Linked DNA regions of Sus scrofa: region 1 is linked to region 2. A link is a contact called in public promoter capture Hi-C data. All regions are on one chromosome and are shown on one strand. Each heading gives the region's core, a stretch centred on a gene start, on an enhancer-like site or on the middle of the called end of the contact. The rest is flanking DNA. Distances are from core to core; before and after follow the strand shown.

Region 1 (6,681 bases), core at 397-2,896, 110 kb after region 2:
GCATTCAGAGCCCTCCCCAAGGCTCCTTCCTCCCCAGTCTGGGCTCACCTGGCTCCAGGCCCCTCCACACACTCTCCACTAAGCCAAACACAGCCTCCCTCTGTTCCCTGCACCCGCTGCTCTGGTCCCCTCCTTCCCTGCCAAGGTGCTGGACACCTGGTGTTCCAATTACCTGCAGACAGGGAGACTACAGTGTGTTCGTGTGGGTGTGGGTGTATTCCTGTGAGTTTGTGTTTTATGCCTACAGCCTTGTGTCAGTAAGGGTACGACACAGAATACTTGTGTGTGCATGTTAAGAGCCCTGGGGCGAGCTGGGCATTGCCGGGGTCTTCTCTCTCCAGATGGTGGCGCGGCCACGTCCCCTTCTCCCTCCACCCCCCTCGTTCCTCTCTCTTCTTCGGGGCAGAGCGTACAGGCACTGGGCAGGGTGTGCAGTCCAAATCTCTGCCTTCTCCCTGCCACCTGGCTCCCGGGCGCTGCAAGGTCCCTGCCCGCTAGGCCTGGGGCCCGGGCCGCGGCAGGTTCACAAACTGACACTTCCTCCCCCGCCGCGCCGTTGGGAGCAGGCCCGGTCGCCGCGCCCCCGCCTTGGCCGGGCCGGGGCCCTCGGGTGGCGGCCCCCCACCCGCGCCTCCATCCTCCCGGAGCGGGCCCCCGAGGGCTGTGATTGGCTGATTCAAACCCATCTGCAAAGAAATGCCTGTTTGCGGGTTCTCGTCGGCGTCCAGTTCAAATCCGCGGCACCCGGAGCGGGGCCGGGCGGGGGCAGGAAGCGAGGATGATTCATGCGCCGGGGCCTCTCCCAGGGCGGCCGTTGGCTTTTTAAAAAGAGTGCTCGGGAGGAGAAAAAAAAAAAAAAAAACTTGCAGAAGTACCCCCTTCGGGTTCAAGCGCTCTTCTCTTCAGTCGCTCCGACGCCAAGCCTCCCCCATCCCAATCCTGCCGCAGCCTGACTTCGGACGTGAGCAAAATCCCAAACGCTCCCATCGGTCTCCAAACACCCCGCCCCAAAAGAAAAAGTAAAGATTTGGGGCTCGGGAATAGCGATCTGTCACACACACCCTCAAAAAGCTCGGGGACCGGTGAGGGGCTCCAGCCTCCCCGCGCACACTGTTCACCCCCTCCGCCCCAAGCGTGCAGCTCCCCAGAACTCCAACACCCCCACCCCCGGAGTCGTAAGATCCGCCAAGTTCAGGGAGATTTCCAAAAGAGGAATGACTGCAGGGAGAAGAGAGTGTGGCAGGGAGTCCCCCGAGCCGGCCGCCTGCAGCGCTGAACTTACCGCGAGGCTGTGTATCCGCCGGTCCCACTTGGAGTCTGGCCACCAGGCGCATCGGTGGCGGAGGCGGCTGCGCTCGGCCCGCGGCTGCCCGGCCGAGTGTCCGCCCGTGGGGCCGGGGTCGGGGTCTCGGCGGGGGCGGGGCGGGGCGGGGGCGCCGCGGGGAGGGGGGGCGGAGGAGGAGGGAGGGGCCGGGGCGCTCAGGAAGGGGGCCCCCGGGCGCGGGGCGCCATCTTTTTCGCGTTTTCCCGCGAATTATTGACGTCCCGCTTATGTAATTAACGGGGGCCGCGCCGGCCTCGCCATTGGAGCCCGCGGCCGCGGGGCCCCGCAGCGCCGCCCGCTCTCCGGCTCCCGCCCCCGGGCCGCCCCCGCGCCGCGCCCAGGCCCCCGCCCCCGCCCCCGCGGGCGCGCATCCTCCGCCGCCACCGCGCGCCCGGCGCAGAAACGCGGAGCCCGCGCCCTGTCCCGGCCGCCCCGCGGAGGCGCAGACAAGACCCGGGCACACGCGGAGGCACGCACTTGCAGAGGAGACACAACTCTGCGCGCAGGCCACAGGCGTCAGCTGGCACAGACACACAGCAGGGAGGTGCAGACACACGCTCGCTGCGTAGACATAGACATAGAACAACCCAAACGGGATTCGCACAACAGGAGCACACGACATCCACGCACTTGCAGCGTGGACAGTCTGCACACGCGCAACACAGAAACAGATCCACGCGCACACAGTTCAAACACAGGTTCACAGCACATGAGATACACGACGCAACACACAATAAAGAGACAGAGTAAAGACACAAATACACAGGAGAGACGCACCGTGTGCACAGCATGGACACAAAACAGGGCATACACGTAGGGCAAACAGGCATAGAGCCGCAACACAGTCATAAACACAGGCACACAAAGAAACTGTACACCAATCACAAAGTGCACACAAACGCAATGCACAAAAACAACACAGATACAATCGCAAATACATACCACACACACAAACACAACGTTGAAATAAATGGCATACAGTGACGGACGACATGCGGAGTCATAGGAATAGGGCTTTGAGGCAAGGGGCCTGGCTCCAGCCGGATCTGGTCCTTGCCCTGGGGAGAATGGGCAGAAATGTCCACATCCAGACTCTCTCTTTGGAGGTGGCCTGGGGTGAAGAATACTTGTCAACCCCTTCCCTTGCCCCTCAGCCCTTCTCTCACCTGCTCCCATCACACTCTCCAGGCACCTGTGTGGCAGGGGAGTGTGTACCTCATGGGTGTGGTCAGTGGACAGCACTCCACCCCTTCCCTGTTGACTGTCAAGTTGTCCATCCCTGGCCCCCTGCTTTGGGCTGTGAGCTCTCTTGCTGTGTGGGTCTGCCCTTAGGATGCACAGGGCAGATATTATACTTGGAAGCACTTATCTCTGGGCTCAGAGGCCAGTTCCACCGATAACCAACCCTGGGACCCTGAGCACAGCACTTTAACTCTTAACCTCAATTTCCTCATCTACATTGATTTACTGGGAAGGTTAGAGTTAACATATGCAAAGCCCCCAGCAGCCAGTGCAGTAAATGATTATTGCACTTTGTCAAGAAGTGATAGATTCATTGCGGGCCCCCTGGGTAGAATTAGAACTGGGAGCTGTGGGGCCCCAGTCTCTGGGGGAGTCAGGCATCAACAAAAACACACTATGAAGGGCGTGGGGCAATGAACTGGATGTGGCATTGGAGGAGTCCTGGCTTCAAGTTCAGCTCTGCCTCAGAGCCAGAGGGAAATTCTGGGTGAGCCAGTCCCCCTGTAGAAATGTTGCCTGTCTGTCCAAAGAGGGTGATGATACTACCCCATCTTACAGGACCATTGGAGAGATGAGGACAGACTAGCATATTGCAGGAGCAGGTGCTTTCGTAAATGAGAAAGTGCTATGCAAAATGAGTTGTTAAAACATTACAAGAAACAATAAAAGCCACTGGAAAGGTATAGTTTCAGGTAACTCTAACTGAATTGAGGAGCAAGGGTAACTATCACAGAAAAGGTGGCATTTAGATGGAATGTGGAAATCCGGGGTAGGTGCTCCCTGCGGAGGGTACGGTGTGTGCAGGAGGCCTGGGACAGAGCGAGAGGCGTCTCCTGGGCTGGAGTTCAGGTGTGCGGAGGGTAAGGCTGGAGAAGGTGGAGCTGAGTGTCCCAGGCTGAGCTTGGTTTTCAGCCCACAGGCCAACCAGGACCACTGAGCAAGTTGTAAGCTGTGTGTGTTCTAGAGAGAGCGGCAAGGAGTCCAGAGCAGAGAAGGGCCATGATCTGAGTTTGCTTCGGATCTGGCAGAAGTAGGTTGACAGTGTGGACAAACCAGAGAAAAGAACGTCAATTTAAAAAAAAAAAAAAATGGGTTAAGGATATCAACAGGCAATTCACAAAAGAGGAAACCTAGGTGGCCAAAAATATGAAAAGATGTTCAGCTTCAGTGGTCATGGGACATGCAAATGAAAAGAGCTATGACACACCATGTCAGATCCACCAGACTGGCAAGGAATAAGAAGTCACTATGGGGGGTGGGTGAGGACCTGGCACCCTGGTAATCCTCATACCCCCTGGCAGGAGATGGACATCAGTCCAGCTACTCTGGAGAACAGTGTGGCCACATCTAATAAAGTTGAAGATGCTCTTATCTACAATTCAATGACTCCACTCCACTCACTCAGCATATAATTGTGAAAAATTAGAAACTAATGATCCATCAACAGCAGGGCAGATAGATTAAATTGGGGTCTCCTTATGCAATGGAATAATATACTGGAAAATAAACAAGGCTGTAAGCTTCAATATAGAGACAGTCTAGAAAAAAAAAATCAAGTGGTAGAATACTTTGATACAAAGTATTTTTTAAAATTTGAAACTTGGAGTTCCCACCAGGGCGCAGTGGAAAGGAATCCGACTAGGAACCATGAGGTTGCGGATTCAATCCTTAGCCTCACTCTGCAGGTTAAGGATCCAGCATTGCTGTGAGCTGTGTTGTAAGTCGCAGATGCCAATCAGATCTGGTGTTGCTGTGGCTGTGGCATAAGCCGGCAGCTGTAGCTCCAATTTGACCCCTAGCCTGGGAACCTCCATATGCTGCAGGTGCAGCCCTAAAAACCAAAAAATAAAAATAATAAAATTAATTCTAAACTCTACTACAGAAGAATTTTTAGGGATATAGTCAGAAAGTGAAAGTGTTAAGACTTGCTTGGAAATTAAAGACACCAAATTTAGAATAGTAGTTACCTCTGGGAAGAGAGGGGATGGGAATGAGATCAAAAGAAGTACATGAGGATTTAATTATATCTGCACTGTTTTATTAGGAAAAAAATAGCTGAAGCAAATATGGCCAAGTGTCAAGATTTGACAAAGCTGGGTGGCTTGTCCCTAAGGTGTTCTCTCTGATTCTTCTCCTTGGCAAGTCCAAAACGTTTCCTTAAGTCTCTAGATGTTGGAAACATTTGGTAATGATAACGATGGGGCGGCAGTAGGACAGGGAGATTATAGCAAAGGAGGTTTGATCACAGCACTACCTGTCACATGTGCAGAGCCGTCACAGCTCACAGGGTCCGAACACGTCTGTCACCTGAGACTTGCCTGCATGGCTGGTGTCAGGTCTGTTCCCAGAGGAGAGAATGAAGGCTGGGAGGGGTGGTGGGACTTCCCCAAGGTCACACACAGTAGGGACGAGTACCCTTACCCTCTGCTATGTCTCAGGGGAGACCAGCAAAGGCCTCACAATATAGAGAGGGGTCTCCTGTTTTGCAGGAATCCATTTCCCTCTAGGTTTACTTTCAATTTTGGATCCTCAGAAAATACAGAAAAGCACAAGGAAGAAAAGAAAAGTCACTTGTGATTTTCACTGTCTTGCTTTTTAAGTCGGCTTTATTGAGGTATATATAATTCACATACAATAAATTCACCTAGTTTAAACATGCAACTTTTTTTTTTTTTTTGGTTTTTTTAGGGCCGCACCCACGGCATATGGAGGTTCCCAGGCTAGGGGTTGTAGCTGCCAGCCTACACCACAGCCACAGCAACACTGGGATCCAAGCTGTGTCTGCGACCTACACCACAGCTCACAGCAACGCGGGATCCTTAACCCACTGAGCGAGGCCAGGGATTGAACCTGCATCCTCATGGATGCTAGCAGGATTTGTTTCCGCTGAGCTGCAATAGGAACTCCCTACAGTCAGATTCATAACTCACTACACCACAGTGGGAATGCCTCTCTTTTTTTTTTTTTTTTTTTTTTTTTTTTTGCTGCATCAGCAGAAACCAGAGCTATAGCAGTGATAAGGAGGACCCTTAGCACACTGTGCCACAAGAGATCCCCAACGCTATCCTAATTCTTGAGAACAGAATTGTTTTAGAAGTATACATTCCAGTACTAGACCAGCTAGCATGTATGAAAGTGCTCTACCAAGAAGAAAATGCTTTTCACAAATTTGAATAATTATGATTATAATAAAAGTTTTGGAATAATGAAGATAAAGTTGCTGTCATCCTTAAAAGCAGGCGGACTGAGTAGGCAGACCTGTGTTTTGTTGCCTGAAGCTGGGGGTCAGTTTATAATGGCATCGGCATGGAGGTGCTAAGACCTTTCAAATTAGAATAGAAAGGATGACTGTTAACACCATTTAAATATCTTTTTTAAAAAAGAAAGAAAGTGTTGACAGGGTCAGACTGGCCTGGGTTGGCTTCCAAGCCATAAACACCTGTACCTGTGGCTTTTGTGGGGAACAGAGAGACCATCAAGTGTCCTCTCTAAGAGCCCAGGAGCACCTTTGCGGAGACACAGGAGATCCTGCTGGCCCTCCCCCACAAGCTTGCTGAGGAACCAGGGGTGGGTCGAGTCTCTTCTCTGGATGAGTCTCCCCATCTGTTAAAAATAAAGTACAGCTTTATTCACACTTGCAACGTTCAGCAGCCATTGAGGGAACATGCTGTGGGCAACACCCCTCGCTCGGAGCAGGGGTTGGGGCAGAGGGAGATGTGACTTAAAGATGAAGAAGTCCCAGACTTCGGCATCAAGAAGCCCAGATCTGGTGATGGGGTTGGTGGACGGACATATTAACAGGTCTGTGATAGGGGGTTAAGAGAGAGTGGGTTAAAAGATGACTCACTATTGTCAAGAATTTCCTTTTCCTTTTCTTTTTCTTTTTGTCTTTTCTAGGGCTGTACCCGTGGCATATGGAGGTCCCCAGGCTAGGGGTCCAATTGATTGGAGCTGTAGCCACCGGCCTACACCACAGCCACAGCAACGAGGGATCCCTGCCGTGTCTGCAACCTACACCACAGCTCATGGAAATGCCGGATCCTTAACCCACTGAGCAAGGCCAGGGATCGAACCCGAAACCTCATGGCTCCTAGTCAGATTCGTTAACCACTGAG
Region 2 (7,599 bases), core at 4,842-7,341:
CCATTCATCTGTTGATGGACATTTAGGTTATTTCCATCTCTTGGCTATCGTGAATGGTGCTGCTAGGAACATATGGGTACACATACCTTTTTGAACTATAGTTCTATCACATTTTTGACACGTAAGTGGCTGATCACCTCTGGGGACACAGAGGCTCCTTTGTCATGCTACCCTATAGGATACACTAAGCCATCATCTCCATGCTAAATCCAATCTACCTTCTACAAGGTTAAAAAAAAAGGTATTTAAATACTGTCAAAATATATAGAGCTTGAAATGAAAAACAGTTCTGGAGTTCCCGTCGTGGCGCAGTGGTTGATGAATCCGACTAGGAACCATGAGGTTGCGGGTTCGGTCCCTGCCCTTGCTCAGTGGGTTAACAATCCGGCGTTGCCGTGAGCTGTGGTGTAGGTTGCAGACGCGGCTCGGATCCCGTGTTGCTGTGGCTCTGGCATAGGCCGGAGGCTACAGCTCCGATTCGACCCCTAGCCTGGGAACCTCCATATGCCGAAGAAGCGGCCCAAAGAAATAGCAAAAAAAAAAAAAAAGAAAAAAAAAAGAAAAAACAGTTCTACCTTCAGAACACTTAGAATGAACTAATACACTTGGAATAAAACGAGCAGTTTCCAATCCCTGAGTCTTGCCCTACAGAGAGCCACAGAGCTGACTGCCCCCCCCTCCCCACACATATTTAACTCCATATTTTTAAACAAGGTGTTTATACTGCTACTTCTTTCTTAGGATTTTCCGCCTACATGAGGATTTAGCACTGTTGCACGAACTATCCTTTGGGCATCCTCATCTGCTAAATTAGTCATCACTCCTCCATACACATCTGCTTTAACTTCAGAAATGTTCTCGCAACTCTCCCATTTACAAGTGCCTCCTCCTCAGCTCTCTTTGCTCTTGGGCCTTTATATACTGCTTTTTATTCCTTTACTATCATGTTGAGTCTAGAGAAGGGCAGAAAATAAAGGCAAGATGAACCTGCCATCTTTTAAAAGAGAAGTCTCATGAGCTTCCTGGAACAAAATGTTATTGAAAAAAAAAAGTAAGTTATTTACATCATTTCGGGGTAGTAGTTCATACTTAGTTAAGCCTGAAACTATGGCTAAATATCTTTTACTCTTGCTGAATATATACATGTGAATTGAGATTCCCCAACTTGGTTAATGGCAAAACTAAAAATCTGAATTGGACTGCTGATAAAGAATTTATCTTTATCGTAAAAAAATACAATCTTGAACTGAACATTTCTTTCATATTAACTGATCATGGACAGTTCCAATCTTCTCTTAAGGAACTTTTCTTTCTTTTTTGTTTAGGGCCACACCCACTGCATATGGAGGTTTCCACGCTAGGGGTCCAATTGGAGCTGTACCCACTGGCTTATACCACAGCCACAGCAACGCTGGATTAGAGCCGCATCTGTGACCTACACCACAGCTCATGGCAAGGCCAGATCCTTAACCCACTGAGTGAGGCCAGGGATTGAACCCACATCCTCATGGATACTAGTTGGGTTTGTTAACCACTGAGCCATGAGGGGAACTCCAGGTAGGCATTTTTTGTTAGTTGATTTATCATCACTTGTATTTCATTGGAATTTAACATTTGTAGTTTAAGCAATGAATAGCCCTAGAGTTCTCTGGTGGCTCAGCAGGTAAGGGACCCAGCGTTATCGCTGCTGTTGCGCAGGTGCGATTCGTGGCCCAGGGAACTTCTGCATACTTCGGGAGCAGCCAAAAGAGAGAGAGAGAGAATGAATAGGCGTATTTGATTCCTACTATACTTTTTTTTTTTTTTTTTGTCTTTTTAGGGCAAAACCCATGACATAGGGAAGTTTCCAGGCTAGGGGTCGAATTGGAGCTACAGCTGCGGGCCACAGACGCAGCCATGCCAGCTCTGAGCCACGTCTGTGACCTACACCACAGCTCACAGCAATGCCAGATCCTTGACCCGCTGAGCAAGGGCAGGGATTGAACCTGCATCCTCATGGATACTAGTTGGGTTCATTACCGCTGAGCCACGATGGGAACTCCCTTACTAATCTTTTAAAAAAGTTTCCAATGTTGGCACTTGCCAAAATCAGATCCTTTAACGCACTGTGCTGAGCTGGGTGTGGAACCTGTGTCCTGGTGCTGCAAAGATGCTGCCAATCCCATTGTGCCACAGTGGGAACTCCGTGTATGCCTTTTTTTTTCTTTTTAGGGGCCACACCTGCAGCATATTGAAAAGCCCCAGGCGAGGGTTTCTAATCAGAGCTGCAGCTGCTGGCCTATGCCACAGCCACAGCCACACCAGATCCGAGCTGCATCTGTGGCCTATACTACAGCTCACAGCAACACCAGATCGCCGACCCACTTAGTGAGGCCAGGGATCGAACCCGAATTCTCAGGGATACTAGTTGGGTTTGTTACCACTCAGCCACAATGGGAATTCCCATGTGTGCCAGTTTTAATCCTGTTTTTCACCTTATGTTTTTGCATGTCCCCATGAATTATTCTTCATAGCATTATTTGGTAGCTGTGTATTATTCCAGTGCATGATAAGAGAAATTTTAGTGCAAAATTAAAGGCATTTATTTTTAAAACAATAGGGATGAGTTTATGTAGACTGCCTGCTGATATCTTGACATGAAATGCCCTTAACTAAAAATTAAGTACAAGGCAACTCCAGTTTTCGAACACATTCTGAGTGGCTGTAACTTTTATTTTTATTTTATTTTATTTTATTTTATTTTTTTTTGTCTTTTGTCTTTTTGTCTTTTGTTGTTGTTGCTATTTCTTGGGCCGCTCCCGCGGCATATGGAAGTTCCCAGGCTAGGGGTTGAATCAGAGCTGTAGCCACCGGCCTACGCCAGAGCCACAGCAACGCAGGATCCGAGCCGCGTCTGCAACCTACACCACAGCTCACGGCAACGCCGGATCGTTAACCCACCGAGCAAGGGCAGGGACCGAACCCGCAACCTCATGGTTCCTAGTCGGATTCGTTAACCACTGCGCCACGACGGGAACTCCCTGGCTGTAACTTTTAAATGCAAGAAAGGCCTTAGTATAATTAATGTATTCTGCTCATTACCAGATGCTGTTCCTAAGGATTCCAGTAGGTGGCAGAACAGACTAGATAATAGCAGTGGTGCACAACCTTAGCCAGCTTGGGAACCACCTGCTGGACTCCACCTCAGAGCTTCTGATTCATTAGGTCTGGGGTCCCGCCCAGTAATTTGCATTCCTACCAAGTCCAGGGTGATGTGAATGTGCTGTAAGGAAATTACACATTGTGAGAACGCTGGATTATAGGAATCAACGTAAACCCACCCAAGGGCCATTCCATCCAGTCCCTCTTGTAGGCAACATGGGTACAGAGAAGAGTAAGATATAGTTCCTGTTCTCAAGACACAGTATCTTGGGGGAGAAAATAAGAAATAAAGAAAAAAAACCGCTTAGTCAGTTTAGGCTGACACACAGTCTTCATAACTTTTTTTTCTGATTACCACTCAAATAGAGTTCAGGCTCTGTGCCCTTAAAGCTTGAATGATCAACCAGCTCAGGAGTCTCCTTACATGGCTAAATCTGCTGAACCAACACACTCGGGAATGTTTGCTTTCCTGTGAAACTCTCACAGATGGACAATCTCCTCTCTGAACTCGCAGAGGCCTGAAATACAAAAGCACACCTGACAACCCCCATCCCTGACTGTGCATTAATGAGCAAAAATAAAACACTAGGATGACTGGACTGTGTTCTTGAAATCTGTACTTGGTTGCCTTTAAAATGAGTTCTTCATTTCAATTTCAACATATTAATTTTGGAAAAAAAAGTTTTTTTGTCTTTTTTTAGGGCTGCACCTGCGGCATATGTAAGTTCCCAGGCTAGGGGTCAAACTGGAGCTGTAACCGCTGGCCTATGCCACAGCCACAGCAATGCGGGATCCAAGCCATGTCTGCGACCTACACTACAGCTCAAGGCAATGCTGGATCCTTAACCCACTGGTCGAGGCCAGGGATCGAACCTGCATCCTCACGGATGCTCGTCAGGTTATTTCCACTGAACCACAGCAGGAACTCCTGGAAAAAAAATTTGCCCATATTTTCCTTTAAATATTATCAGTCACCTGTGGTACCTCTTCCTCAGGAAAAGACAGTTCTATATATCCAGTACTGTTGCTGAGCTCTCTGCTGTACTTTGACAGGTAATACACAATTTGTGACATACATTAATTACTGGGTTGTAAACTGATTATTGATAGGCTTGCTTGACATTAATCCTTTTTATGGAAAGAAAATTTCAATACATGCCTTGGGTGGAATTCCTACTTCTAAATTAGTGATTCCTAGATTAGTGAAACTTTGTAATTCATCTCAATGTTTCCCAAGTTTTCGAAAACGTACTAAGAATACATGGTTGAGGGGGAGGGGGAGGGAGTGGGAGTTTGAGGTTAGGAGATGCAAACTACTAAATTCGGAGTGGATAAGCAATGAGATCCTGCTGTATAGCACGGGGAACTATATCCAGTCACGTGTGATGGAGCACGACGGAGGATAATGTGAGAAAAAGAACGTGTAACTGGTTCACTTTGCTGTACAGCAGAAATTGACAGAACATTGTAAATCAACTATATTAAAAAATAAAAATTAAAAAAGAATGGGTAAAAGAGGAAGACAGAATTCAAAAGAAATACAAATAAGCACACATAAAAATGTCTTCATGTTAAATAACAATAATAGCAACCTCGGGAATTTTTTTTTTTTTTTTTTTTTTTTAGTGCCGCACGCATGACACATGGAATTTCCCAGGCTAGGGGTCAGATCAGAGCGCAGTGCAGCTGCTGGCCTACACTACAGCTCACAGCAACACTGGATCCCCAGCCCACTGAGTGAGGCCGGTGACCGAACCTGCATCGTCATGGATACTAGTTGGATTCATTTCTGCTGAGCCACAACAGGAACTCCTGGGATATCTTCTTTATACCTACTTAATGGACCAACATTTAAAATAACTACTGAACACTGATGACGTTGTGTTGAACACAGACTCAATCCAGCAAGGTGACAACATAAATCCCTTTAACCTATTTGGAAAGCCACATGATAAATCTGAAGCAAAGGCCATGAAGTGTTCCTTCCTGGAATGGAGGTTTCTAGGGGGCCAGAACTGTTCTTTCTTGACTTGGATAGTGGTTGGACAGGTATTCACTCTACAACTACTCAATAACCTTTGTGTGTTTTATGCTCTCTTCTGTGTCTATAACAACAACAAAAAACTAAGAAAAAATTTCTTCTGTTTTCACCAGTAAGTCATCTACTGGGAACTTGTTCTAAGAAAATAATGTGCAAAGAAGTTCTCTGTGGAATTATCCAAAAAGCAAAACTGGAAACTACTTAATTATCCACCAAAACAAGAATGATTAGCAAATTATATGCAATAAAGAAATGTTACAAAGTATTACAGTAATTGCCAAGATTTAGAGCACATTGCTGACAGCATAATACAAAACAATGATTTGTAATCACATAAACCTACACATACACATGCATAAGGAGTAGAAGAGAATACTAAAAGTCATTATAATAAAGGCGTCTGGGTAATTTTCTCCATAGGTTTGTGTTATTGTCAGATTATCTCTGCCACAAAGAGAACAGAACATGCGGTTAAAATGCAAAGGACAGAAACACCCCACTGGCAAGGACAACTCATGTCTAATCAGAATGATCATCAAACATTCTGTGCAAGTGTACTCAGAATGTTTACAGAATACGGCAGAACAGGGAAGTCTAAGAGAAGAGCTGTGTGTAATTGATCTTTCATTTTTCTTAAAGCTCTGATATTCTCAAGTTATTTTTCCTCCATAACATGTAGCCCCTAAGATAATCCATGGAACTTATTAAAATATCAAGAATTTATTGAGCATCGTTTAAGAACCCAATTCTAAAATGCTGCTGGAAATACAATGGATTCACCTACTAAATTCTGAAAAATGTAGAGATTAAGGGTAAAAGTTAATTGTTTGCCAACTGCAAAAGGTACTACATGATGAATCGCCAAATGAATTGCACAACTACCTATCCTGGAACAAAACACTGAGTCTGCCTGAGTGGGGGATGGTGGTTAGCAGAGGCTTTAAAGACAGTGGGAGGTCAGTGGGGTCCTACAGCTGGCCCAAGGACAGGTAGAAAGAACAGGGAGGACCCAAGGTACAAAAGCAGGAAAAGAAAGACCATGTATTATTTGAAGAGATGAGTTAGGACTCAATTACGTTAATAAATCTAGACTCCCTCTGTTGATAATAAATCTAAGGAGTCATTAAGGTGGCTGAACAGAGGAGCCATGTGCTCAAAAAACTTGAGGAGACACCCTGGAAGCAGAGTCCATGATGGCTCAAAAGGCACACATGAGTGGTGAAGGGGGAGGACAGAGGTCCAGGTCCGGATCGAAGGGACCAAAGTAGGCAGAGAATGGGAAAGGAAACAAGACAGAAAAAAAACCCAGGTCTGTGGAGGCTAAATGTCCTGGCCCCAACCTCATCCTCACCACATACTACTCCTCTAAGCAATGAGCCGCTCTTCCAAGCCTCAGTTCTCATCTGTAAAACAGGAAGGACAGTCTGTTCTATGATGGTGCTACCTGGGATCAAAGGCACAGGACCATGTCAAATGACAAGGAGTCTTATAAATGTAAATTAAGAAGAAAGAATGGACCAACTTGGGGATGTGCTGAACAGAGGGCAAAAGAGAGGAAGCTGACTCCAAGGTCTTGACCCTGCCTAATGCTACTTTTCCCACTTGCATCTATTCATGAAGAGCACCAAAATCCTTGTTCCCCTTCTTGGATCTCATTCAGAAATCACTATATTGTTGAGCTACATTCTAGAACATGAAGAAAGATGTAAAAGAACAGGGACAGCTTAGATCACTTGAGGGGCAGGTCCATTTCTAAAAACGCCTTCTAAAACACGCTTGCTTTTGACAGGTTCCCTCGGGATTGGCTGGGGGGAGAAAGCAAGAAAATAGTCTTAACTACAGAATGTAATTTTTAAGGAAATGCAGCTTTATTTCTTTCAAGTACAAACAGAACTTGGGCGTGGCTAACCAAACGTTGCCTAATTGAGGGAACTTGCTTTAAAGTAAAGGTATAATGATTTATATTAGCACAATCACTCACGGGTAGAAGAATGCTTCTCTGATGCATGAAAATAACCTCTCATCTTAGAGAGACATCTTGTTCCACAATCACTCCACTATGTGCGTAAGCAAGCCCTTTTCCCCTGCCCACCCACCCCACAGAGACAGTTCAAACATAAACGTCACGTCATTCCCCCCCGGATCACAACATACATCAAATGAGTGAAACGTGAGTTACACATCGCTGTAGATGTAGGATTGGTGAGTCCAGCCTTTTTCAACCTGAGCCTTCTCATCAAGAGTGTACTAAGTCGAAATTAGTGAAATATGGCTGTTCACCATTTGAGTATACAGACACCAATGATGAGCTTTTGTCATCTGAATTCGTAATTTTCCAGGTTTAAATACAAGAAAACACATTTTTATTTGAGCATGTTCATGAAGAGTGGAAGTAGCTGTGAATTATTTAAGCTGCA

The links. Promoter capture Hi-C pulls out the DNA fragments that hold promoters and counts their contacts.
Region 1: a promoter capture Hi-C map of fetal liver shows a contact between it and region 2, with 2.4 times the contacts expected there. The contact joins the promoter of PHF19 here to the enhancer-like site in region 2. A contact is called at or near these places in 1 of 5 promoter capture datasets (fetal liver) and 1 of 47 Hi-C or Micro-C datasets (heart right ventricle).

Annotation. Positions count from the first base shown.
Region 1 is chr1:260,918,130-260,924,810 of Sscrofa11.1, forward strand. PHF19 (PHD finger protein 19) reads right to left here and starts at 1,647. Exons shown (of 15, transcript XM_021068142.1): 1 at 1,283-1,647. The coding sequence starts at 1,334.
Region 2 is chr1:260,801,245-260,808,843 of Sscrofa11.1, forward strand. No RefSeq gene overlaps it. Among named protein-coding and RNA genes, the nearest start is that of FBXW2, 35 kb to the right of the region's middle. Within about 2 kb of position 6,092, at least 4 of the 83 cell types and tissues checked have an H3K27ac peak or open chromatin away from gene starts, as enhancers often do. A contact at or near this core is called in fetal liver, where this site is marked.